2 separate regions of the Gossypium hirsutum genome follow, and region 1 is linked to region 2. The links are chromatin contacts, called in public Hi-C maps. All regions are on one chromosome and are shown on one strand. The core of a region is the stretch at or near the end of the contact, and the rest is flanking DNA. Distances in the headings are between cores, read along the strand shown.

The links. A called contact is a pair of places that touch in the nucleus more often than the background predicts.
Region 1: a Hi-C map of leaf shows a contact between it and region 2, with 1.5 times the contacts expected there. The contact joins the promoter of LOC107886523 here to the promoter of LOC121219871 in region 2. A contact is called at or near these places in 3 of 34 Hi-C or Micro-C datasets (callus and leaf).

Annotation. Positions count from the first base shown.
Region 1 is chrA03:93,128,589-93,134,555 of Gossypium_hirsutum_v2.1, forward strand. It overlaps LOC107886523 (cyclin-dependent kinase G-2), which reads right to left and starts at 3,971. Exons shown (of 7, transcript XM_016810514.2): 1 at 2,681-3,971; 2 at 1,570-2,678; 3 at 950-1,085; 4 at 725-813; 5 at 418-529; 6 at 224-330; 7 at 1-113. The coding sequence starts at 3,289. The coding sequence ends at 14.
Region 2 is chrA03:92,837,608-92,844,165 of Gossypium_hirsutum_v2.1, forward strand. It overlaps LOC121219871 (thioredoxin O1, mitochondrial), which reads right to left and starts at 3,044. Exons shown (of 6, transcript XM_041098452.1): 1 at 2,693-3,044; 2 at 2,468-2,584; 3 at 2,298-2,377; 4 at 1,443-1,487; 5 at 865-962; 6 at 1-95. The coding sequence starts at 2,942. The coding sequence ends at 26.

The DNA.
Region 1 (5,967 bases), core at 2,721-5,220, 290 kb after region 2:
AATGAACTTTCTCTCAGCCAAACAAACCACCAGTCCCAAATTCCCCTTGCTGCAACTCCTTTCTGCATTGCTCTTCCAAAGGATCTGGACTCTTCAACATTCTTCTTATACGCCTGAGCATGATAATAAAAGCCCTTATTTATTACTTTAACAATAAGTTGAAACAAATTTACTTAAATAGTATAGCACGTGTGATATTTTTCTTGTTTCTGTCGCTCAATACCTGTCTTGAGCATGCTGAGCAGGGAAAGTGGGCATGAAAGCTTTGGTCTTGGGAAGAGGAACTTCGCAAAACCACTCATGGTTTAGAGCAGCTTCAGCTGTAATACGCTGAAAGCAATATCAAAAGGCTCAATTAATCACCCACATGAATAATGATAAGGTAACCAAAATATTTATGCAAGCCAAACTATTTACCTTCTCAGGGTCATAAGTTAGAAGTTTATTCAGTAAGTCAAATCCTGCATCAGAGAGAACAGGTGTTCCTGTGAATGATGTTGCTGGAAATTTCTTGCGCAATAGATTATACCTGAAAGGAAAATATCAGTAATTAATACAAACAAAAATAAATGCAGTGTCACTGAACTGTCACCAATGGAGGCCAGAAAGCCAGTCCAGAATCACCCAAAGCTGGAAGCCTGGGAAAACAGTAGGAAAAATAAGAAGACCTGAATATTACACTCAACTGAATCTAAAATCAAATTGTAAAAGATCTAATACTTACTGATGCTTGACAAAATTGACTTTGACTCCAGGCAACATAGAAAAACCAGGCCATATTGTCTCATTTGGCGTGCCAAGAGTTCTGAAAATCTGCAATCAGTAAAAAGCAACATAACTAATCCAAGAACATTAAACACCATTGGAAGATTAAGTTTGAACCATTTCAGCCAGAGTAGGGTCTAATGGTAATGATTAATGAAATCCAAGGCCAGCTAATTCAATTTACCTTGTCAAGTTGATCAAATTCAGTTTTCCCATTGAAAAGTGGTTCTTTTGATAGTAGTTCAGCCATAATACAACCCAAAGACCACATGTCAATTGCAGTGGAATATTGTCTTGCTCCCAAAAGAAGCTCAGGGGCCCTGCAAAATCAGCACTACTTGGATCACAAAAAAGCTAAAAGCTCAGATAACTAATCAGGCACACTTGAGACAAAATGGCAACGCAAAAGTAAAGACTTAAGCCTTAAAAGTTACATCAATACATGCAAGCATCAACGGCAAATGGGGTTCATTCTTTTAGCAAAAAAAAAAGTGAAGTTCAAATCATAATTTATCAGTCAACATAAACATAACAAACATTGAGGTATGTGTATTCAACTTTGAATCAGATAAGCATAACAAAATTTAACCAAGCAGGGATGTTTTTACCAATAATCCACAGTTGCCAACCCAAATACGCAATTCAGAGTTACTTTCCAAACACCCAATTGCAAACAACAAATGAAAATAAAAAGATGAAAGATGAAAGATCTGTGATACATTATTTTATTAGAAAAATGAGGATTTAACTATGACAACTGACATTATGGAAAGCAATCAATGGCATACATAATGCACCACTCACCTGTACCAAAGAGTAACAACCAAATGAGTATATGGTTTTAATGGGCTTCCATATTGACGAGCCAACCCAAAATCACAAATCTTCAGTTCACCTTGGTTATTTAAAAGAAGATTAGATGTCTTCAAGTCCCGATGGAGAACCCAGTTATCATGAAGATACGTGACACCCTCCAGCAGCTGAAGCATCAGGCATTTAACTTCACTTTGGCTAAACGGTTGTTTCATTGTCTCCATCAGCCCTTTCAGATCATGTTCCATGTATTCCATCACCATAAAAATGCTATCAAGATTACTCCCTACAACTACTTCTTTAACATCTACAATTGATGGATGATGAAATGAAAGAAGAATATTTATTTCCCTCAGAGAGGTCAAAGGAAAACCTTCTCTTTCTTTCTCCATCTTTACCTTCTTCAACGCCACAATTTCCCCAGTTTTCTTGTCCTTAGCTCTATATACAACACCATAAGTACCTTCATCTATCTTGTTTAGCCTCTCAAATTCGTCAACATTTCTGCATCCCTGAAGCATGTTTACACTTCTTAAAGGAGGAGCTGAAGGTTCAGGTGTCCCACGTGAATTAGTCTCATTCTCAGATTCTGTATCAGACTGGCTAAGACTGCCGTCATTTCTATCACGTTTAATGTCAATCACCATCAAGTCATCATTCTCTGAATCATTACCAGGGTAATCATCCCCACTTCCGGACTTGGAACGGGCACCTTGTTCATCAGATTCAGATGATCTGGCTCTAATTCCCTCAGAGCCCTCCCTCTTCAGTTCCCCAAGCTCTGGAGTAGCTGACATTTTCCGTAATCTGTGGTGAGATAATTCTAAAAGGGGCAACTTTTTTCTCCTTTTAGGGATTTCCTCATCTTCTAAAATTTCACCCTCGTCACCTGGAGAGTTATCACCGGCTGCCCATCTAGAGGAAGATATATGTCGAGCCGGTACATAATCCTCATCTTCTAGATGCCTAGCATCCTGAAAATTAACATGCTCCTTTGGTGGTGAAAAATCCAAATCCTCTGGAGACTGCAGTGCAGAGTATCCAACAGGTCCATCAAATACAACAGGTGAAGGAGAATGTGGTTTCTGGCTTTTATTTTTATAACAAAAGATGTCTGTACAGCCTTACCAGATATGCTGTTAGGTGACTTGTGGTAAGCTTTTGGCCGTGGTGGTGGATGATGAACGACTGTAACTACAGGTGAATTCTTACTTTTGCACATACTTACATCCTTGTCACTTCTATCCCACACAATAGGTGAAAACTTCCTCTTCCTCCCCACAGGAGATAAAGCCCCATTCTCCATTACCTTCTCAACCTCACTATCTTTAACCACCGACTCAGACTCAATTGCATCCTCTGATCCACTCTCACTAGACAACTCACCAGGCTCCTTGTCTACCACCCTAAGAGAGAATTCACGTCGCCTGAGGCCATGACTACCACCACCACCACTATTACCACCAGAATCACTTCTACTCGAAGAGGAACAATACCCACCATTTATCACGTCCCTCTCTTTAATATCTTTCTGTCTAGCCCTAGCTCTATCCCTAGCTTCCCATAATCGGGCCCTTGCAACATCACGGCCACCATTCCTAGATAACTCATACTCCCTAGAATTAGGAAATTCCTGCCTTGTCATCTCAAAATCAGAGTCTCTGTCTCTAAACTCGGAATCACTATATCCCCCATGTCTCCCAGCAGCCATGTAGAAATTTCAAAAACACCTAATTCCCAATTCAATAAATTCCCGCTATTTTGTTTACTTATAAACCCTAGACCCTTGAGGTAACCACGTTCAGGCCCAAATCGAGAGAGAGAGAGAGAATTTAACCCCAGATTCTAGGGTAATAACCAATATGAAATTAACCAATAAAATAAAAGCAGTAAAGCAAAGTTAAATAACCAAACAAAAACGTATCAGATTCTCGATTTCGCGGTATGTAGCTCGAAAATTTTAGGGGGAAATAATTGTAGAAATTAAAGCAAAAGATGGAGAGAATAAACCCTAGAAATATTGGTGAAAAATCGAGCGATGCACGGATTTCTTTTCGATCTCTCGACGCAATTAAGAGAATTAAGAGTGGCTAGGGCTTACCGATAGAGACGAAAAATAAAATTAGTAACAGGAATTGAGAGATAAAGTCGACGATCCCAGTTGCGAGATATACAAAAAAAAAAAAAAAAGAGAGAGCCTGAGAAAATAGAAACCGTGAGATACCGAGAAGAGAGCGAAGGCTTGAAGCCTTTACGGACCCAAACGGCGTGTTTTATTCTTTTTAAAATAATTAATTGGGTGCCAATCCTCCATATGCATTGAACCCTGCCATAAAACATCACCTTCGAGAAGGAATAACTTATTTGAAGATAGAAAACCGAAAAATGGTTCATTTTTAGTTATCCAAGTGTGCTCCTTTTTTAGTTATCAAACTATACCAACTTTTCATTTTTTTTCCCCATTTTTTTTTGTTTTCATGATTCGTTGTTAATTTTTTAATAAAAATAATTATATTTTTTAATTGATATAATAATACATTTAAATTTATCTTTTTATATTTACAAATTTTATCAATTTAACTTATAAACATATCAAATGATAAACATAAAAATCATCATAAAAACCAAATTTAAAAAAAAAAATCGACTTTCCCCAAAGCTCAACCATAAAAATTCAAGAACCGTATTTAAAAGTTTCATCTATCATTTTTTACTCTAAAATGTTGGGGTAATTTACAAGAAAAAACCTTTTTTTAATATTTACGGAAATTGGCCAACTTTTTTATTATTTACTGGAAATGGCTGAATTCCTCGAAAACGCGTCCACGTCAGCACGATGTCAAGCGACATGTTAGTAAAACACGTCCCTAGAGGAGCATTTTGCCACGTCAGCACAAAGCGCTTCCGTTTTACCCCCTTAACGGCTATTTTTTTACCGTTTGAACCCCCAACGATAAAAAAAATTATAAAACCCCCTTTCATTTTTTTCACACTTCAATCCTTTTGCACTTCAATCATTTCAATATTCTCTCAAATTTCTCTCAAATTCTTCTCAAAGCACTTTTTAATTTTTGCAAAAAAACTCTATTTAAATTTTTTTTGAATATTTTTTTAAATCAAAAAATATTTGATCATGTTAACAATGGCCAAAGAATTAATTCGTCTTGATAATAAACACATCTTCGTCGAACAAATAAAAATGGTAAGTGTTAAATTTAATTTTTCAATATTATTTAAGATTTTTTTATTTATGCAATTTTAATTAATTTTTATTTTATAATTGTAATAGGCCCATTTTGCCCGGGCCCGTTAACAGAAAATAAACCAAATATAATTAAAAAAAAAGTCCAAACTTATTAACAGTCCATTTACAGCCCAAATTTCAGAACCCATTAACCCAAATTGTAGTAGCCCAGTAATAAGCCCAATAACCCAAACTCTTTCAGAAACAGAAACCCTAGGGTTTCTTTTCTGTTTGCGCCGCAACTGATTTCCAGTGCAAACCAGCGCCGCACATGCACCTCCGTTGTTCCACATCACCCCACGAACGGCCTGGCCTTGTCAACAGCACTACGGCTTCCACACCTGCAACAGATTAACAAACAAAAAAGAGAAAGCAGCAATTGACAACAGATTACAGCAAATTATAGAAAGGAGTTTGTATTTTCTTTTTATTTTATTTATTTATTTTTCGGCTATAAAACCGAATGAAAAGGATGTAAATGGGATCCCTTTTGAAAAAACAGAAATATACATGCATATTGAATAGAGAAGCAACCAAAAATTTCAAAGGTGATTAGAGAGTTTCTTCCTCTAATTTTTAGATTTGACTTCTTTTCTAAATGTTTTAGTTTTTTCTCTCATTCGGATGAAAAAGTAAGAATAATACTTACCTCTGGCTTCTCGTCGTATTCTTTCTACGCGTGATCGACTACCGAGATCTATGGTGGTGCGACGGCGCTCCATTATCTCCCTTAGGCTGCGCCAAAACCCTAGCAGGGATATTCGATTTTGTGGTTTGCAAAAATGGAAGATAGCCATTCATTTTTCTGTGATTTTAGTAACAAAACAAAACGGCGCCGTTTGGTAAAACAATGATCTGCATGTTGACCCGTTTGGAGGCCCGGACCCGCGCCTTTTCACCTTGAAAGGTCAATTTGCGCGATGAGTCCCTCCTATCTTGCATTGATCTATTTTTTCGGCCTTGATTCTATTTATCTGTTTTTACATTTTCCCTAAGATTCGCGCATGGTTACAATTTAATCCTAGTTTAAATGCTGTGCTTTGAGACCTGGAATATTTCCAGTTTCGATCCCTGCACATTCGTGCGCATTGCGCTTTAGTTTTTTTTATTTCAATAGTTTAATTTATTATTTATCCCTTTCATTT
Region 2 (6,558 bases), core at 1,794-4,293:
AAGGCTCCGTAATCATCATCAAGCATCAGTTTTTTTCGTTTACCTCTTCCCCTGAAGTAGCATCTTGCTTTGAATCATCTGTCTTCGGATCCCTCCTGGAAAACAAAACAATGGAGGTCAGAAACTAACCATATCATAAAACAGACAGCATTTATGCTTCCTCTTGGCATTCAACCCACAGTCAACATCATCTCCAAAACAAAATCAACTGCATAAAACAAGTTTTGATAAAGATAATATACTATTGTATAAAGTTGATCCATGCATACCAAGTGGCTAAATTTAAAAATATTTCTACTTCAGAATCTACACAAGAACAGGTTCAGAGAAAATACTTTAACTGAACTAATAAAGGCAGAGATAAGGTCAAAAAAGCGTAATTGTGACCTTATCTTCTAAACATGCAAATATCTTTTGCACTGGCATAAAATGTACAACAGCATGCACTTAGAATAAAAAAATAATACACTCTCAAAAGGCTTCCAGTTATATTAATCTATGTTACTCGGATTCTGATGTAAGTGACATAGGTGATTTCAATTTTTTTAAAAAGTTCCATATATTTGGAGTGCTTAGGGAAGATCATATCACTACACTCCCCAAACCAATGTCCGGACATGCATCAAGACATGGATGTCAGACACAGATGCTTCAAGAAAAAATGAAGAGCTGGAGCAGCATTATTTAGCTACTAACCAAATAAAAAAGGCAGAACAAAAACATATTAAGTTTAAAAAAAATATGGAAACTGGATAATTTAGTAAACATTATACCTAACATTTTAATTATCTAATATAAATCAACTGCATAAGTTCGTGTTCAAGAAAGCAGCAAAAGAAGCAAGTAGAGAGGAAGAATTATTACATGTTGTAAAGTTTCTTCATTGTTTGAATTATGCGTGTAGCATCACCACCAACAACTTCTACCTCCTGTTTGCCTTCTTTAAAGTATTGAACAGTTGGCTGTATCCAAAGATGAAGATTTAGTGATCGAACAAAGAATCTGTTCATACAAAGAATGGAAAAGACTCTTGGAAACTTAATATGCCAAGCTAAAATTATCTTATTTTAACAATAAAATTGCAATGGCAGACATAACAAGCACTTAAAATCTAGTTTGGTAATTGAGATTCCAAAATACTTCAAAAAGTTATCAAAATGAAACTTATAATTGACATTGACCACTGTTATACCAAAAATTATACTGCACATAGACATGTTATATAAGTATCATATCAAGCATAACCAATTTAAATTACTAAAAACCCAAAACTAAGATTTCAATCTAAAACTAGATATAAAAATCATGCTTAACTGGTTTCTCATCATTCAAGAGAAGAAAGTAACAGCAAAAAATGTTTGCCACCATATATAAATGGTAGCAAATGCCTGGTTTGCAGTTCAAGTATTGAATAACCAATAGTTAAAAGAAATGTCATTTACCACAGCTGTAATATTTAGCTCTTTCAGTTTTCTTGCAAGGCCTTCCTGCAACATGTTGACAACATTAATTCCCGTATATAAAACATATTGTCAGAAAGTGTTTCTGAAATGCAAAAGCTAAAAGAGGTAAGAGTTTAGCTTCTATTTAAAATTAATAAAGCCCAATAAAACTGTTACTCAGACTCAGATGAGTTTCGGACACATATATGTATGGCACAGGTATGTTCATTTCTTTCTAAGTTTTTCCATGTATTTGGATTTTGGATGGTTCTTAAAGCATCATATCCTAGTACCCATGAATTAGTCTGAGGCAGGCATAGGTGTCCGAAACATGTACTTCATGAAACAAAAATAAGAAATGGCTCGACATAGCAAGAAAATATTAAATCAATAAGAATGAATGCAATAATAAACATTTCAAAAATTTTCTCAGGTACAGTTTTGCAGAACTTACATGAGCAAATAAAATGACTTGAAAAGATAGTAATAACTTATTTCAAAGAAAGTTTAACAACAAACTCTACATCATATGCCCTTGTATTATCAAACATTTCAATCTCAAACACGAAATAGAATCATACTAAGTTTATTGCCTTTCCATAACAAATCCTTGTACAAATCATCATAAATAGATTCACTTTACCACCAAGAAGGCAATTCAAAATGAATGATTCATAAATAATACATACTGGACCCTTCAATGGAGATATTTGCAATTCAAAACTTATGGAAGAAATACCTAAATCTAGACCCGACAATACATTACCATTCTGGTTTAAAGTTCCTTTGTTAAAAATATATACCACAACCAGTAAATTATGAAGGTAATAAATTCAATAAAAAAATCATTTAGACCTCATCGATATCCATCTTATAAACTGTTACTTCAGGAGTTCTCCGAGCTAACTCGTCCATGACAGGACCGATGAATCGGCCTACATATAGATGGAACAGAACAAATATAGTGAAACACAGCCAGTGCCTTTGATATCAGAAACTCGAAAGAAGAAGTTAGAAAAACTTACATGGAGCACACCATGTAGCAGTGAAATAGAAAACAGCCGGCACAGATTCGTCTTTAGTTTTGCTAAGTGCAGCATCAAAATCTTCTTCTGACTTAACGGGGACAACATTCTCTGGAACTGAAATTAAAGAACCAAATTTATGTGTATTTAAAAAAAAAAACCTCTTCTTTTTCGATGTTCAAAGAAAAACACTTTAACAAATAGAAAATGAAGAATAGAATTTACCCGGCACCGGTTCGGTTTCCATGAAGGATGGTTTGAAAAAATCAGGAGAAGAGTCCGAGAAGTATCGGGAGAGATTAAGGTTTTCAGGGGTCCAAACTGGAAATGGGGTTTTAGGGATTGAAGAATTTGTCTGGGGGGTTGACATTAAGTAACTCTGATTTAAAAGAATCCGAGAAGAAGAAGAAGAAACAGAGCGGCCACTGAAAGCTCGACGGGTAAGAAATGGGCGGAGAATTGATTTCCCTCTCATTTTTGCCGTTCTCAGAATCTGGGTTACTTACACTTCGGTTTGTAGGTTGTAAAATAATAGAAGTGCGGCTTCCAGCTTTAAAGGACTAAATTATGTGGCTTGGTTTCCGCCATTTTTGCTGCCCTACTTGTAGGGTGTAACTGAGTTGGGCTACCGAGTTACAAGGGCCTGGTTTAGGCTTTTTCAAGGCCCATATAAAATTTGAACAGTTTAAAATTGAGTTGATTTACTGAACATCCTTAAACTATAGACCAATTTTTAAATTGGTTCTTAAATTTCAAAACATAATAATTAGGGATAAATTTTAAAATTATACATGAATTTTGATCGAATGTACAATTTGATACTTAAACTTTGATTTGGTGCAATTATACACATGAAACTTTGATTATGGTTCAAATGTATACATGAACATTTAAGTTTAATTCAATTGTATACATTTAAATAAATAACTACATCAATTTATTTTTATATTGGATCAACATAATTATTTGTGTATGTAATATGCAAACTTAAATTGGCACTATATTGATAATTTTATATATAAAATTACTCCAAATTAAAATTAATAAATAAAGTTTTACTTTAAACCAAAGTTAATTTTGAGTTTTATCCTTATTGATTAATTCTTCAAACTATTACAACATGTTTGGTTGGATGGAATCGCTATTCCATTCCTGCGCAATTTCGTGCGCTACAGTAATTTTTTGCTATTACACCGTTTGGTTCACTATTTACTTGATTCCACAGCTTTGCTATTACACTCATATTCCTCAGATGCTGTAATAGGTATTCTGGGGTGAGGCTCTGAATTGCTATTCAACACCACACGCTTAAAATTTATCCCCAAAATAGTCTGCTTTCTTCTCCCTTGCTCCAGAATTCTTCCAACATTTTTCCCCAAATCAACAGCACGTTGGCCCTTCATCTTCATCTCCGGTACATTTTCTTTTTTTATGATAAGCTCCTGTTTTCTATTTCTCCTTCCTCATAACTTTATAACTCTTCTTGTATAAAACTTCATAGCTCTTCTCATAGTCCTCTTTGATTGTCAAAATTTGTTATGGGTCTCTGATATATTTCTTTGTTTCCTTGGCTTATGAAACTAAAGGCATAGGTTGTTGTTTTTTTTTTTTGGTTCTTGATTGACTAATGTCGCCTGGTAATGAGTATCAAACTTATGAATTTGATGTTAGCTAGGCTAAGCAGTTTTAAAAAAAGTTAGGTTTAAGACCCTGAAATCTTTGTCCAAATTTCGACCTATAAATCCCGATTGGGTTTAATTAAGCAGTTCAACTCAACTCAAAGAACCAACCGAAGTACTAACTTGTGTCTGACTGTCGTGTCGATTTATTGTTCATTGCATACCATAGTTAATATCTTAGAAAAAAAATTATTTTCGTAAGGCAAAGGCCGACCATGAAGGTGGAAGAGCTAGAGAAGAGAAAGTCCAGAAAGATTACGTCTTCTTCTCCTTCTTCAACTCTTATAAATAACCTTGATGATGGCTGCCTTATGCATATTTTCAGCTTCTTATCTCCCATTCCTGGTTTGGTATTTTTCCCCCTATAACCCTTTTCTTAATGAATATTTTTCATTTGATCTCTGCAAATGTTAGTTCATTTGGTGCTACGGTTATTTATTAATCTTCAATTTTGTATTTGTTCATCTGGGTATTAAGCAAGTTATGTTAATTTCACTCAGTCATTGGTTTTGGTTTCATAGGAAGTTGGCTTACAGTCAATTGTATTTTGTTTAGGTAACGATGGAATTGATTTTTTGTAGGCATTTTATATTGATGTTTAGAAATTTATGTTATTTTTAGATTTATAGGAAGTGAAGTAATGGTTAATTCAAGTTATTTTCGGTTAATTATATTTGTTGGGAATTTCTCTTCAAGTTCTTATGATGGAGTGAGAAAGTATATGTAAGGTATTTGGCCCAGATTGTTATTATTTTAGAAGAAATGAACATGGATATTCTTCGTGAAATGCATGGAATGATATATCCTTACACTCTTTTTCTTCTTGTATTTGGTGGATGTCTCCCAGTTTTTGAGGCTTTGACTACTTATGCTAAGGTGGAGGTGAGCAAAACTTTACAAATGTTGGGATTTATGTAATGTCATCGAAAGATTTCTTTTATTGAATGCTTTCAAATTAGTGGGTATTCTTGTAACTTTGGTTATGTGGTGCTAATGATAGGATGTTTAGTTGTTTCCTAAGAGAACTTGATGCTAATGAGGTAAAAATGTTTGAAAAGAACCCATTCAAGTAATTTGCTTTGCAATAGCATTCCTATTTTGTCTTTTCCTTATTTTCTTTTTCCATTGGCGTTTGGAAGTTCCACATTTTAGCAACATTGAAAGCATTTTAGTAGGCACCGTCATTTCTGATGCTTTTAATCCTTGTACCAAGTGCGATCTCTTTTACATATTGCTATTGAGTTGCAAATTGGTATAACATCATGTTAGCTTGAGGAATTGTTTTATGCTTCTCATGGTCATCTTTGATTGTCCAAATTGTTTTTCTTGCTGAAAGTTGTATAGCTAAAACCCGTTGTTAACATTTAGAATAGGGAGGTATCAAAATTTCTTATGGGTATCCGATTTTTTGCAATTTACCAACACTACAGTAGTTGGAACTTCAGATCAATTTTTTTTTAATCTGGTATTTTAAATTATCATCCGTTCGACGCCTTTTTTGAATCCTTAAGTAATCATTTGTATAAATTCTGACATATTAAGAATGAACAGTATGGTATAGTGTGTGGTCTCTGTGATTGCTAATCGTCTCTAGATGTGCCTTTATCTTTTTCTGTTCTTGTGTTAACAATTCTTTTCTTAGTCTGAAACGTAACATTTTTTTGCAAACACTAGTTGGAGTTTGGAATTTAATAGTACTGATAGGGCACATTTTTGGACAGTTTCATTGGTCACCTCTATTGCCTTCTATAGGAAGGTGAAGGATCATGTTAAAGCCTTCACTATCTTTTTGAAAATATTGAAATAAAATGTATTTTTAAGAGGATGATAGAACTAAGCAATGAGTTTGCAGACATAACTTTTGCTTTAAGAAGGGATCATTATCCATAAAGAGTTTCTAATGCATTTTTTGGAAATTGTCTTCTTTTTGAAGTAGTCAATGGTAGCTGTTGCTTATAAAATCTTTAGAATTATAGTTTTTCATCAAGTATTACATTAATATTCTCAGATGACCATACTATGAGCTATAACATCAACTAATGGTAGGCTTCAGAATGTCTTGCATACTGATTTCTAGAAGTTTAGTTTCTTATCAATCTTGTTGTTCTTGTTTATTGTTGACATCTACACTCTGTTTAATGTGATTCACTTTTAGACAGCCATCCATTAAGGTTTCTTTTTATTGATTTTCATTAATGTTAGATTATGTATATTATGTATGTAACCTTAGAAGCAAGATTTTTAATAATGCAAATGCAAGTTTATGTGGAAATTGTGGTACTGATGATACTTTATCAGTTGTTGTTCCTGGACCTTCAGTCTTGATTATCGATTTCCATAGTCTTGAAGATTATTTAAGTGTAATTTTTAAGATCCAAATTCTTGGAACTTGTCATTGTTTCATTTTTTATC